Linked DNA regions of Mus musculus: regions 2 and 3 are each linked to region 1. Evidence: chromatin contacts called from public promoter capture Hi-C data. All regions are on one chromosome and are shown on one strand. Each heading gives the region's core, a stretch centred on a gene start, on an enhancer-like site or on the middle of the called end of the contact. The rest is flanking DNA. Distances are from core to core; before and after follow the strand shown. Region 1 holds the start of Mstn (myostatin). Region 2 holds the start of Dnah7a (dynein, axonemal, heavy chain 7A). Region 3 has its middle 22 kb from the start of Gm31867.

Region 1 (3,710 bases), core at 858-3,357:
CTCAGGCTTTGCCCTGCCCTGCCCAGGCTCAGTGGGGAATCTGGGTAGCTGGCAAACGCCTCTGTCGTCGTTATTATTATTTTGCTGGCAATCTGAAACATGTAGGTGAGCTCAGTTCCTAGGCCTAGTGAGATGTCCTGCAGGCTGCGAATCCCTTGCCTTCATCTGAAGCACTTGAGGATAATTTGAAGTAAAAGGCTTGAAACAAAGAGCAAGCCCTTCTGCTTCAAGTATTAATTACCTATGAAAGGGACTACATTTAGCTACTTATATTGCTAAATTATATGCCTCAAACCCCTTTAGTTGAGAAACTAAAGATAAGAGAAGCTAAGTACTGTGCCGTCTTTGTCATCGACTTAGAAGAGGCAAAATTGAGATTTGAACTCAGGTTTATTTGACTCTTCAGTCTCAGCTCACAATGGCAGTACAGTCTAAAAAAAAAAAAAATCACAGGATCAATTTCCTCTGAGGTATATAGCAGCATGTGTAATGATAATTATGACATCGAAAAGAATTCTATGCAGAAAAATGAATTTTCCAGACAAATCTGACTTTATAGGCCTGCTCTAATATTGTCTTGTATAAAGAGGGCCAGATCACCTCAGGGTGTCTGCTTTGTGTCTGGTTTTCCTTCATCTTTAATGGTGGGCAAATCTAGTACATTATGGAAGCCCACTTTTTTTTTCCTCAAGAGATATAGATGCCTCTTAAAAATTTGATGAAAATGCATTAACTTTTCAAGCTACTGAGCTGCATTTTAGTTCACTGAGGCAGTAAATTGGGTGTATACTGTACAGGAATGGTGGTGACCTAAAAATAAATATTTGATACAAGCCACCATAGTCTCTTGGGGTGTGTGTAAGGGGAGTAATGAATTAAAATTCTAAAGACTCCTCAGCTTCCCAAACAGGAGGAGGAACTCTGTGGCCTGGAAGCGTCCTCTGTCCCTGCTGCTGTGTTTGTTCAGCTCTTTAAGAGTTCACCCCATTCGATCTTGTGGCTCCTAAAGCCAAGGGTGAAAGTTTGATCCTTGCAGAGGCCACTTAAATTCAGAGAACAAAAAGCACCATTCTCTGCCCTAGACTCTAGCCCAGATCCCTGCCAGGTGTCTGCCCTCTGGTCAAAATGAGACGCTGGCAAAGGGGTGCTAGCCTGTGACAGTATGGGAACGCAACAAAGGACACCCCTCTACATGCGACTTGCTCTTTGTGTGCTCACGGGACCTGACATCATTCACAGAGAACACAGATTGCACTTTACTGTCAGCCCTGGAAGTCTGAGTCAAACTGAAATAATGCTCCAGCGCTACTTACAAAAATCCATTATCTACTCGGCCTAAGTACAGAGCCTGGCCTCCTCGCTGACAGGATTCTGTTGGCAATCAAAAAAAAAAAAAAAAAAAAAAGCAACACTCAGTCTTTAGTCTGTATCTCTGTAATAGAAAATAGCAATACTTATAAGCTGAAATCAAGCACAGGTTTTATGTTAGTCAAAGCCATTAAGCTATCAAAAGTAAACCCATGTACACAGAAACGTCCCAGGACTGGTTTGTAATATGTCCTGACAAATAAGCCATGAAAACAAGCTCCTCAAATTACTGATGCAACTTTTTAGCAGGGTCACAAACTCAGCTTTCTTTAAATTAAGTCAGCTCTTCCTAGTTTTTACTTCTCTAATTACCCAGCACTTAACGCATATTTTTTCCCTCAAATATTTGTTTTAGTAACAAAACAGCACTCCAAGTCTTAAAGGATTAACATTTTCTATTTTAAACACAAAATCTAAATTAAAAATTACTAACTTAAATGATAGCAAGAGTTTTACAGAGATTAATAAGCTTTAAGTACAGTTTATATTAGTACACAGACTTCAATTTATCAAATGTCACATATATCTTTCATGATTTGGGGATTTATTTCATTTATGAAGTAGTCAAATGAATCAGCTTGCCCTCGACTGTAACAAAATACTGCTTGGTGACTTGTGACAGACAGGGTTTTAACCTCTGACAGCGAGATTCATTGTGGAGCAGGAGCCAATCATAGATCCTGACGACACTTGTCTCCTCTAAGTTGGAATATAAAAAGCCACTTGGAATACAGTATACAGGACTCCCTGGCGTGGCAGGTTGTCTCTCGGACGGTACATGCACTAATATTTCACTTGGCATTACTCAAAAGCAAAAAGAAGAAATAAGAACAAGGGAAAAAAAAAGATTGTGCTGATTTTTAAAATGATGCAAAAACTGCAAATGTATGTTTATATTTACCTGTTCATGCTGATTGCTGCTGGCCCAGTGGATCTAAATGAGGGCAGTGAGAGAGAAGAAAATGTGGAAAAAGAGGGGCTGTGTAATGCATGTGCGTGGAGACAAAACACGAGGTACTCCAGAATAGAAGCCATAAAAATTCAAATCCTCAGTAAGCTGCGCCTGGAAACAGCTCCTAACATCAGCAAAGATGCTATAAGACAACTTCTGCCAAGAGCGCCTCCACTCCGGGAACTGATCGATCAGTACGACGTCCAGAGGGATGACAGCAGTGATGGCTCTTTGGAAGATGACGATTATCACGCTACCACGGAAACAATCATTACCATGCCTACAGAGTGTAAGTATATCTGTTAAAGTATATCAACAGTTCTGCTGACTGCTGTCCTAGTGTTTATGAGAAACAGATCTATTTTCAGGCTTTTAACAAGCTGTTGGCTTATATGTAAGTAGCAGAGAAAGGAGATTTTTTTTTCCCCAAGATTTCCTGAGAAACATACCGACAATGAAATCTGTCTTGCTTGTTTCCTGGCAGTGCCAAATAGCTCAAAGTTAATATGCTGGCTCAGCTTTAATAGTATTTAATTTTATGCGGAAAATGTAGAATGCTTGTGTGTTCAGAGTCTCACACTATAATGTAAGGACTGTGAGATTCTATAGGCAGTGTTAAAGCATGAGAAATTTACAATTACATTTGTCTAAAATGTGCACTAGTTTCCCCCTGACTCACACTAAAGAGAGATCTCTGCTGGATGTTTATTTGAACACTGTTCCACAGTTAGAGTGCTTTCTGTTATTTAAAACTGTCAGTCTCAGAGCTTCTATGCTCTTGACAAGCTAGAATATTAATTGTGAAAGCTACTGCACTGGAAAGTTAAAGAAGTTAAATATTAAATGCATTATCATGAGCCACGATGAAGCAGGCATAGCAAAATAATACTCAGGACCGAGTATCAGAAAACACTCAGGAAATGAGCATTAACTGGGAGGTCATGGTGTGAAATGCTCCTGTGCCCCTTCATAGCACCGCACTGAGAGCGTCCTGGCTGTGAGCGTCCAGGCAGGAACAGTGATCGGTAACCCTCTAAAAGATTTAATTCTTTATGAGAGGGAGGGTGAGGACCGTTACCTATAACTGCCACATTGCTTCTGGGAGATAATACATTTCAGGCAGTTCCTGTTTGAGTTCTCCGAAAAGCAAGTCAGGTAGCCTTAGAGAGCAGGCAGAACACGAAAGATTTCTGTGCCATGTGTCTGAGATCTTGCTTTAATACCATGCTTTAAACACTTAAAACCAGACATGACACAGTTTCAAACCAGCCCTTTCCTAAGCGGTCAGGTTACGATACAGCAGATAATTTTCATTTATGACTCTTGGATCAAACAGTTCAGGAAAAAGTCTCCCTTATTTACATGGGGTTTGGAAAAGCAATTGTTAGTG
Region 2 (3,883 bases), core at 578-3,077, 650 kb after region 1:
ATGAGAGGAAATGTTAAACCCCTCAGTAAATACAATTCTGCCACTGCTCACTGCTTCAAACGGAGTGACAACGTAAGTAAATGTCATGTGAAAATGGAATTTCCGAAAATTTAATCCATTTATTTGTTTTAGATTAAAGTATAGAACTTTCATCTTTTCAAAAGGAAAACTGTAGTCTTAAATTAGCATAGGTGAAAAGAATTAATAAAAATACCTTTCCAGGAAAACCACTGTACAGTTAACAAAAGAACTATTTTAGATTTTGACAGTATAGATTGTGGTTGCATGATTGGGCCAAAGTCTTACTTGGCCATCAAGCAAATGAGCAACTCGAGTATAGATGGTAACGAGCTGTGATTTTGTTAAGAATCACACAGGGAGGTCTAGTGATTGCTTGGGTGGTTTTTGTTGTGTTTTTTCCTCTTACATGTATCTGTAATTTGGGGAAATTCTTTCCTCATTTGTTCGTGTACTGGTCATTGTTAATTGTACTTAGATATATGAAACAAAACACCTGTCTCTTAGTTCTTAGTTAATATGTGGATTGCAAAAAACTGAAAACTTTCTCCAGCATTTACATAACTACTGCTTACTTGGTTAGCAGGCTTGACATCCTCTGCTAGTACTCTATAACCTATATAATCTATAACTATAGCTGTAATAGGATAGATATGACATGTCTTTCCAAGGAGCTCTTGTGTCGAGGGGTGACACCAATTGGTGATGAAAATGCTACTTTCACCCATAAATTAATGTAAGTTTGTGGGAATGGGCCATTGAGAGTAAAGCCCCGCTGAAGAATGAGGGCTATTAGGGGTGTGCTTTCAACCTGTTGCTCTTTCTCTAGCCTCTTCCCCAGTGCTCTCTGCCATGCCCTCCTCCCTGCCTTGATATAGACTTCAGTCCAGCGCCCAGAAACACCCAGAACCCAGCGACCTCTCAAGCCATGAGACAAAATAAGAATTTTCTCTCTGAGTTGCCTTGCTCTGTTTTGTCACAAAACCTAAATAGCACAAGATTGTAAACTACCCTCCCGTGTGAGAGAGTGCATGTGCCGGTGACCGTGCGTGTGCGTGCGTGTGTGATATGTCCATGTTTTGTGTAAGGGTGCCCCTGCCTCTGCCCAGAAGCCAGTGAATCACTCACTGACTTACTACTTTGAGACAGGGTCTCTCACTTAACCAGAAACTAAGGGGTTGGATGGGAAGTTGCTGCAATCCTCCTGTCTCTGACCCTCGCAGAGCTGGGTTACAGGCAAGCTCAGTCACACTGGGCCTTGAAGTGGGTGCTGGGGATTTGAGTCTATGTCTTCATGGCTTCATATCAAGCTCTTAAGCACTAAGCCATCTCCCCAACCCCCACATCATCTTTTGCAGCCATTTTCACAACAAACTCGGTTTATAAGAGAAACCACTATGGAGGGATGAAAAATCTTAAAAGCTGAGTACAATTTTCAGATTGAGAATCAACTTTTTATTTGGGTTGAACTGGCATCAAAACCGCCCACCCTCCTCCCACCCAAACACTCCCAGTGTGCAGCTGGGGTCGCTGTGGAGCCAGTTTCCACCGATGGCGCATCCAGTTTGTGTCCCGTTGTTACGACAACGAGGTCCAACGGTTGGGAAGGAAACTGGAGGGAAAACACTCAACGCCAGGGTGGTACTGGAGTCTGCTCCTGCGTGCCTGGCCCCCGGGACCGACCCTGGCGGCCCAGCTCTCACCTTCTTGCTGCTCATGGCGTCGACTTGCGGGCCAGGCAACGCCGGCCGGGATCGCTGCTGCGGAACTCAGGACCTGGAGAGGAGAGTTGTTCGCCGCTGGACAGCTCTAGGCTCTTTCTGAGCTGAGAGCTTTAACCGCCGTGGTCGATTCGTTGCTAAGCAACAAACTGGCGGATTCTACTTCCGGTCGTCTGCATCTGCGAGATGAGGTGCAGAACTTTCTGAGAGGTCGAGCAGGGTGGCTCTCTGAGGCCTAGGTGGCTTCCAACACAGCCCTCACTCCACTTTACAGAGGGTGGCAGGCAACTGTGAGGAGCGAAGACCCCTTGATGTCTAAGTGGGTCCTCAAGTTACTGCATCTTTCACCGAGTCTGCGTGGGCGTGGTTCTCTGCCTTAAGCCTTCATTCGGCTGTTTCTGCAGATTTCATTGCTAATGTAGGCAAATAGAATAATGACAAGGCACTCAAGACTAAAGCCTGTAAAGTGCTCCATATCCAGGAGCCTCAGTGTTCAGTTCTGTTGACTTCCCTAACACACTAGAAAGTGAGCCTTCGGAAATTCATTTAAATCCACGCGTGATTGACTACATGAACGAAGCTGTGCCAAGACAGTCCCTCAGGCATAGGCTTGGGTGACCGTAAGGCATGTGTTCATAACTAATAGAAACAGTGCTGTGAGTCATTTCTCTTAGAAGATGCAGAAGAAACGTGAAAGCTGAGATTTGAAAGAGGAGGACACATGCTGTGCAAGGAATATTTCGGGCAGAGCAATCAGATGCAAAAGCCTGAGACATTTCATGGTTATTAGAAGAACAAAAAACAAAAATCAGAAGAACAGAAGAAAATTAGAAGAACAAAAACGAAATCTATCAGACTGTCGTTGGAATAAAGCACATTGGAGTCCGGTGATGAAGATGAAGATAAATAAGTGCTCTATTTTAAAGATCTGGTAAAATAGAGTGAGGAGTTTAGACTTCAATGTAAACTGCCTCCTACTGAAAAGTTTTTGTTTAATTTTGTTTATTTATTTTGGTTTGGTTTTGAGATCGTCTCATTTCTTAGCCTAGACAGGTCACAAACTCTCAATCTGTCTGTGGCAGCCTCCCAAGTGCTAGAATTACAGGCTTATGCCACCATGCCTGACGGTAAACGTTTTCTGTTGAGAAATGGCAGGTTCCTAACCTAAAATTTATGTGACATCTTAAGGGATCTCGAATGGCCAAAAACAACGTTTTTTAAGTGACATATTTGGAAGCCTCATATTTTTTTTTATTTCAAAATTTAGTACAAAGCTACAGTGATGAAACAATGTCTTCACAACAAATGATACTGAGGAAAGTAGATATCCACGTGCACAAATGTGACATAGACACTTAATGTCACATATAAAAATCACCTCCTGTAGGTGGATTACCTACATGGAAGAACTAAAACTTTAAAACCTTTAATGAAAACAGAGGGTCTCATGGCACTTGATTTTCTTTTGGTTTTATTTTTTATTAAAATCTTATTTATTTTATACACATGAGTGTTCTGCATGTACCCAGATGCCAGAAGAGGACATCAGACCCCACTACAGATGGTCCTGTGCCCAGGCCTGCAGGGATAATCAGTGGGGACCCAGGGCAAGGGAGTGAGAGAGTGGGAGGGAAGGAGACAGGAAGAATGATAGCAATTCAATCACACTGATCAAGCTCTGAAAAACTTTACTCAGGAGTGTCAATATAAGCATAAGCAAAAGGAGGCTCCAAGGGAGGGGGAAGAGCCCAGGGGCTCTCTGAAGGTCAGGTGGCAATCTTCAGCTCTTGGAACCAACGGTCACAGTGTCCTCTTTTCCTACAAACATTCTTACTGTTAATACAACGAATGTTCTCTCAGGATTGTTTATGTAAGCTAGAAAATATCCACAAGGCCATGGCTCCCAGCAGTTGTGACCCACCATGTGTTTGCTGGGAATTGAACTCAGGACCTCTGGAAAAGCAGACAGTGTTCTTAACCACTGAGCCATTTCTCCAGTCCCCTCTTTTGGTTTTATATATTTATTTACTTGGGGGTGGAGGGAAGCATGTAGAGGTCAGAGGGCAATCTGTGGGCATTAGCCTCCTCTCCTTCTACCATGCATGTTCCAAAGATTGAACTCAGGGTAGCAGACTTGATAGCAA
Region 3 (3,687 bases), core at 601-3,100, 780 kb before region 1:
TCCTGCAGAAAAGAACATCATCTGGAACAGACAGAGCACACAGTGGCATAGTTTGCTTCTATTCTCTTGCAGGGTCCTAATGTTGATGTAAACATACATCATATGATGTAGTTCATAGACCAGCTGCAGTTTATATATAGTGACCCACGATATAAGAGCAAGAAATGCATTTTTTGTAAACAGTAAAAACCTTATGCCTTGAGGACCATATAGGCTATGTTAATTTTGTCATTATATGGAATCATCCAGACCCATGAATGATGTATCAGTGAATGAGCACTGCTGTGTTCCAACAAAGCTATTTAAAAGACAATAAAACTATTTTCATATACAGCAAGCTGTATTCAGAATGTGAGCCATAGTACACTGACCATGTCAGCATGGTTCATCCCCAACAGAGATCATAACCAGTTCTCTCTGTCTGTCTCTCTGTCTGTCTCTGTCTCTCTGTCTGTCTGTCTTTCTGTATGTCTCTGTCTCTCTCTCCTCTCTGTATGTGTGGTTACAATGTCATGATAATAGGCAAGATCAAGAAGTGAACTGAAGGCACCCTATCTTACAATGAAAAAAAACCACAAATGCTTAAAACCTAAGGTGTGTTCTATCAGGGATTGGATGAAATATGCAATCTGGAGGCAGTTGTTTTTAAGTAAGGAAAATATAGTGAGCAGGCACTGCCAATCAAATCCCTGGCCAAATCTTGGCAAGTTTTCTTTGCCAGTGTTGCCATCCCACGGACAGTGAGAAGCACTGTGGTGGTCCTTGCCTCCATTTCTCTTCCATCTCTCTGTGCTTACTTTCACTTTTGTCCCCACCGCCCCTTTTTTCTTTCTCATATCCTAGAAGAATGAGGTCTCAGGAGCATGGGAAGCAAGCAGCATCACACTCTCAAACAGGTTCAGAAGAGCAGCTGTTAATAATTCATGGCAGCCTTCCTTGGTTCCCTCTCCAAATACCGTGAACACAATGGACTCCTGTGTCACTAGAATACGAAACAATGACCTGTCTTATATCCACCCTGGGTTGGGCAGGGTGTGCCCTGGTCAGGAAGAGTCAAGAAAGAGCATAGAAGATACAGCAGCCACCATCACTCATGTCTCAAAAAACTTACTGGGCAGTCTTCCAAATTCTCATTATATATTTGTCCTGGTCTTTAAAAAAAATCAACATGATTAGCTACTTTGACAAATGCACTCCTCAAAATACAAACAGTGGTATTTTAAAATCATAAAAGTAAAAACAAAATTTTAAGTACTGTGTGCTTTGCTTATTTCACTGATATATGTATATATACCTGGAATCCATTTGTTAAAAAATCTCAATCTTTGAAAGGATTAACATACACTTTAAATGGAAATCTTCATATGACTAAGCTTTTCAAGTAGTTTCTTCTACTTAATATTTAACATTTACTTCACCTTTTGATTAAACCATTGGAACGGCTGGAAGAATTCCCATGTGGGAAAATACCACACTAGGAGTCAAAACAATTGTCAGCCACTAACAATCCAGCTCAAAGTGGTCAAACAAATTTTCTAGAGACAAAACATGGTGCCATGGTCACTAGGGAGGACTAGGAGGGACTGAGGCCCAGGAAATAGCATGTCAGGATGCCCTGACGGGAAGCTGTAGATAGGGAGAGAGCCTCGTAAACAAATGAGATTAAGGAAATCTGGAAATTAGAGAAAAGAGAAGAGGATGCCCGGGTCTGTACAAAGACGAGAAACTATAACAGGTTGGTGGCAAATCCTGTCTGCTTTTCTAGTTTTCCTGAGGATGAGCTCAGCTAAGAGAGCTAAACATTGCCTCTGCTGGCACAGGAGCAGCAGGATTCTGCTTCTGCCAGGAGGCGGAGGAGGTGTCCCGTGGGTTGCTGAATACCCCTTAGAACAAACCTCCAGGCTATTCTTTGTTTGACTGCTTTTCACAACCTTCTATGAGCAGCACTACACTCTTGTCCCCTCTTCTTGCCCAGACTGAGAACTTTTAGCATCATGTGAGAGTGACTCTAATTCCTCTCAGAATGCCACTGATATATACAAGAGGTTTTATGAATTCAGATTCAATCCATGAATTCATATTACAGCTAGCCCTCTTTGTCCTCAAATGTGCGTGCATACCATTATGTTTTTCTGTTCTTCTCAAATGATGCCCTTCATCCATCCTGATGTCTCTCCTTCCTCATTAATATTTAATTCTCGAATTATGTCAGAGCCCAGAACTCATTGCAATAACATCCCCTTTACTGTTAGTAAACATGTCTAATTAGTCATCCATATAAAATTCATCCCCTTAGGCAGAAGGACGGTATAATGCTTAGGCATACTTTTTCATATATAGAAGCACAGGTTTTGATTGCTACTCCATCTTCATCCTTCATGGTGTCCCACGACTATAAGTACTCAATAGAAATGTGTAATCCCAATGATTTATTCATTAATTCATTTACTCACGAAATGTCTGTTAAACAGCTATTGTCGGAAATAGTCTTTCAATTGGTAATAGTACAAAGATATGATCCTGTAGAGAATTTTAATCCAGGAATGTGGCTGTTTTGGCAAGGGATAATAGCCAAAGGTCTTCTAGGTCTGTGTGATCCCAGCTGGTAATACAGACACATCTTTAATCTCAGGAGACAGAGGGAAGCCAATCTCTGAGTTACTGGTTAGTTCATATTGTTGTTCCTCCTATAGAGTTGCAGACCCTTCAGCTCCTTGGGTGCTTTCTCTAGCTCCTCCATTGGGGGCCCTGTGTTCCATCCAATAGATGACTGTGAGCATCCACTTCTGTGTTTGCCAGGTACTGGCACTCCCAGTAACTGGAACCCTCTATCCTGAGTTTCCTGATTTAAAAGTTAGTCTAGTCTCTGTCTGCTTATCTTATCTTTCAGACTCTTGGAATACTCTCTGAGGATAGCCTGCCCATGCCACATACGTCCTATAAGAGTTATTCACCAATTTCACTTTTCACCTTTGAAAGGGAGTTGTCCGAGATCAGGTATATGATATGGTATATAGGTTTACAGATCTGATATGTTGACACTGCAGCTGTTCCCTCTAGACAGAAACTGGATCCTGAAGGTTCACAGCACTTTGAACAGAATGCCAGAGAAAGAGTTCATAGGAAGTAAGGAGAGGAAAGATACTAAAGACAGTTCCACAAAAACAGCTTTCTAGCTTTGGGCTCACAGGGCACAAGGTCAAGCCAGACTAGAGCTGCCTCATCTCGTCTCCCCATTCCAAGAGAGGATTCAATTTGCAATAATTCTGAATAGGATCCTATATGGTGTCATTCTGCGCAGGCTATGCAGGAAGAATATCTGCATACGGTACTGACATGCTGTGTTCACGTAGCCATCCTGAGCAGCCATGAAATACAGGATTCCAACCCAATATGGTTTCCCCGATGGACACCCCCTCCCTGCCCCCATTCATTCAGCAGAAAGGCAAGTGCTGAAAACAGTGGCGGGAGTTAGACACTCTTCCCTTTCTTTCTCTGTAGAAAACTGCTTTCACTTTTTGAAAAAGTAAAAACAGCAGCTGGGTATAGTGGTACATCCCTGTCTGTCATCCCAGCACTGTGGAAGAGAAGAAGGGTGAGGAGTGTAGCTGGTCGTGACTCCAAAACCAAAGGCATGAGGCCAGTGTAGGTGACACATTACATTATCAAAAACGAAAACAAGGAAGC

Evidence for each region. Promoter capture Hi-C pulls out the DNA fragments that hold promoters and counts their contacts.
Region 2: a contact with region 1 is called in a promoter capture Hi-C map of embryonic stem cells, with 7 times the contacts expected there. The contact joins the promoter of Dnah7a here to the promoter of Mstn in region 1. A contact is called at or near these places in 13 of 39 promoter capture datasets (the 3T3-L1 cell line, the C10 cell line, the HPC-7 cell line and 8 more), 5 of 15 datasets of contacts at CTCF or cohesin (embryonic stem cells, large pre-B cells, pro-B cells and 1 more), 18 of 484 Hi-C or Micro-C datasets (the G1E-ER4 cell line, the HL-1 cell line, adipose-derived mesenchymal stem cells and 7 more) and 1 of 9 other capture datasets (embryonic stem cells).
Region 3: a promoter capture Hi-C map of hippocampal neurons shows a contact between it and region 1, with 2.5 times the contacts expected there. The contact joins the enhancer-like site here to the promoter of Mstn in region 1. A contact is called at or near these places in 7 of 39 promoter capture datasets (the C10 cell line, HPC-7-derived erythroid cells, cranial neural crest and 4 more).

The regions. Positions count from the first base shown.
Region 1 is chr1:53,059,533-53,063,242 of GRCm38.p6, forward strand. It overlaps Mstn (myostatin), which reads left to right and starts at 2,108. Exons shown (of 3, transcript NM_010834.3): 1 at 2,108-2,609. The coding sequence starts at 2,234.
Region 2 is chr1:53,704,957-53,708,839 of GRCm38.p6, forward strand. Dnah7a (dynein, axonemal, heavy chain 7A) reads right to left here and starts at 1,828. Exons shown (of 66, transcript NM_001252070.1): 1 at 1,722-1,828. The coding sequence starts at 1,736. It overlaps Gm32311 (a long non-coding RNA gene), which reads left to right. Exons shown (of 5, transcript XR_373404.3): 2 at 1-72.
Region 3 is chr1:52,278,556-52,282,242 of GRCm38.p6, forward strand. No RefSeq gene overlaps it. Among named protein-coding and RNA genes, the nearest start is that of Gm31867, 22 kb to the left of the region's middle. Within about 2 kb of position 1,851, at least 13 of the 459 cell types and tissues checked have an H3K27ac peak or open chromatin away from gene starts, as enhancers often do. A contact at or near this core is called in hippocampal neurons, where this site is marked.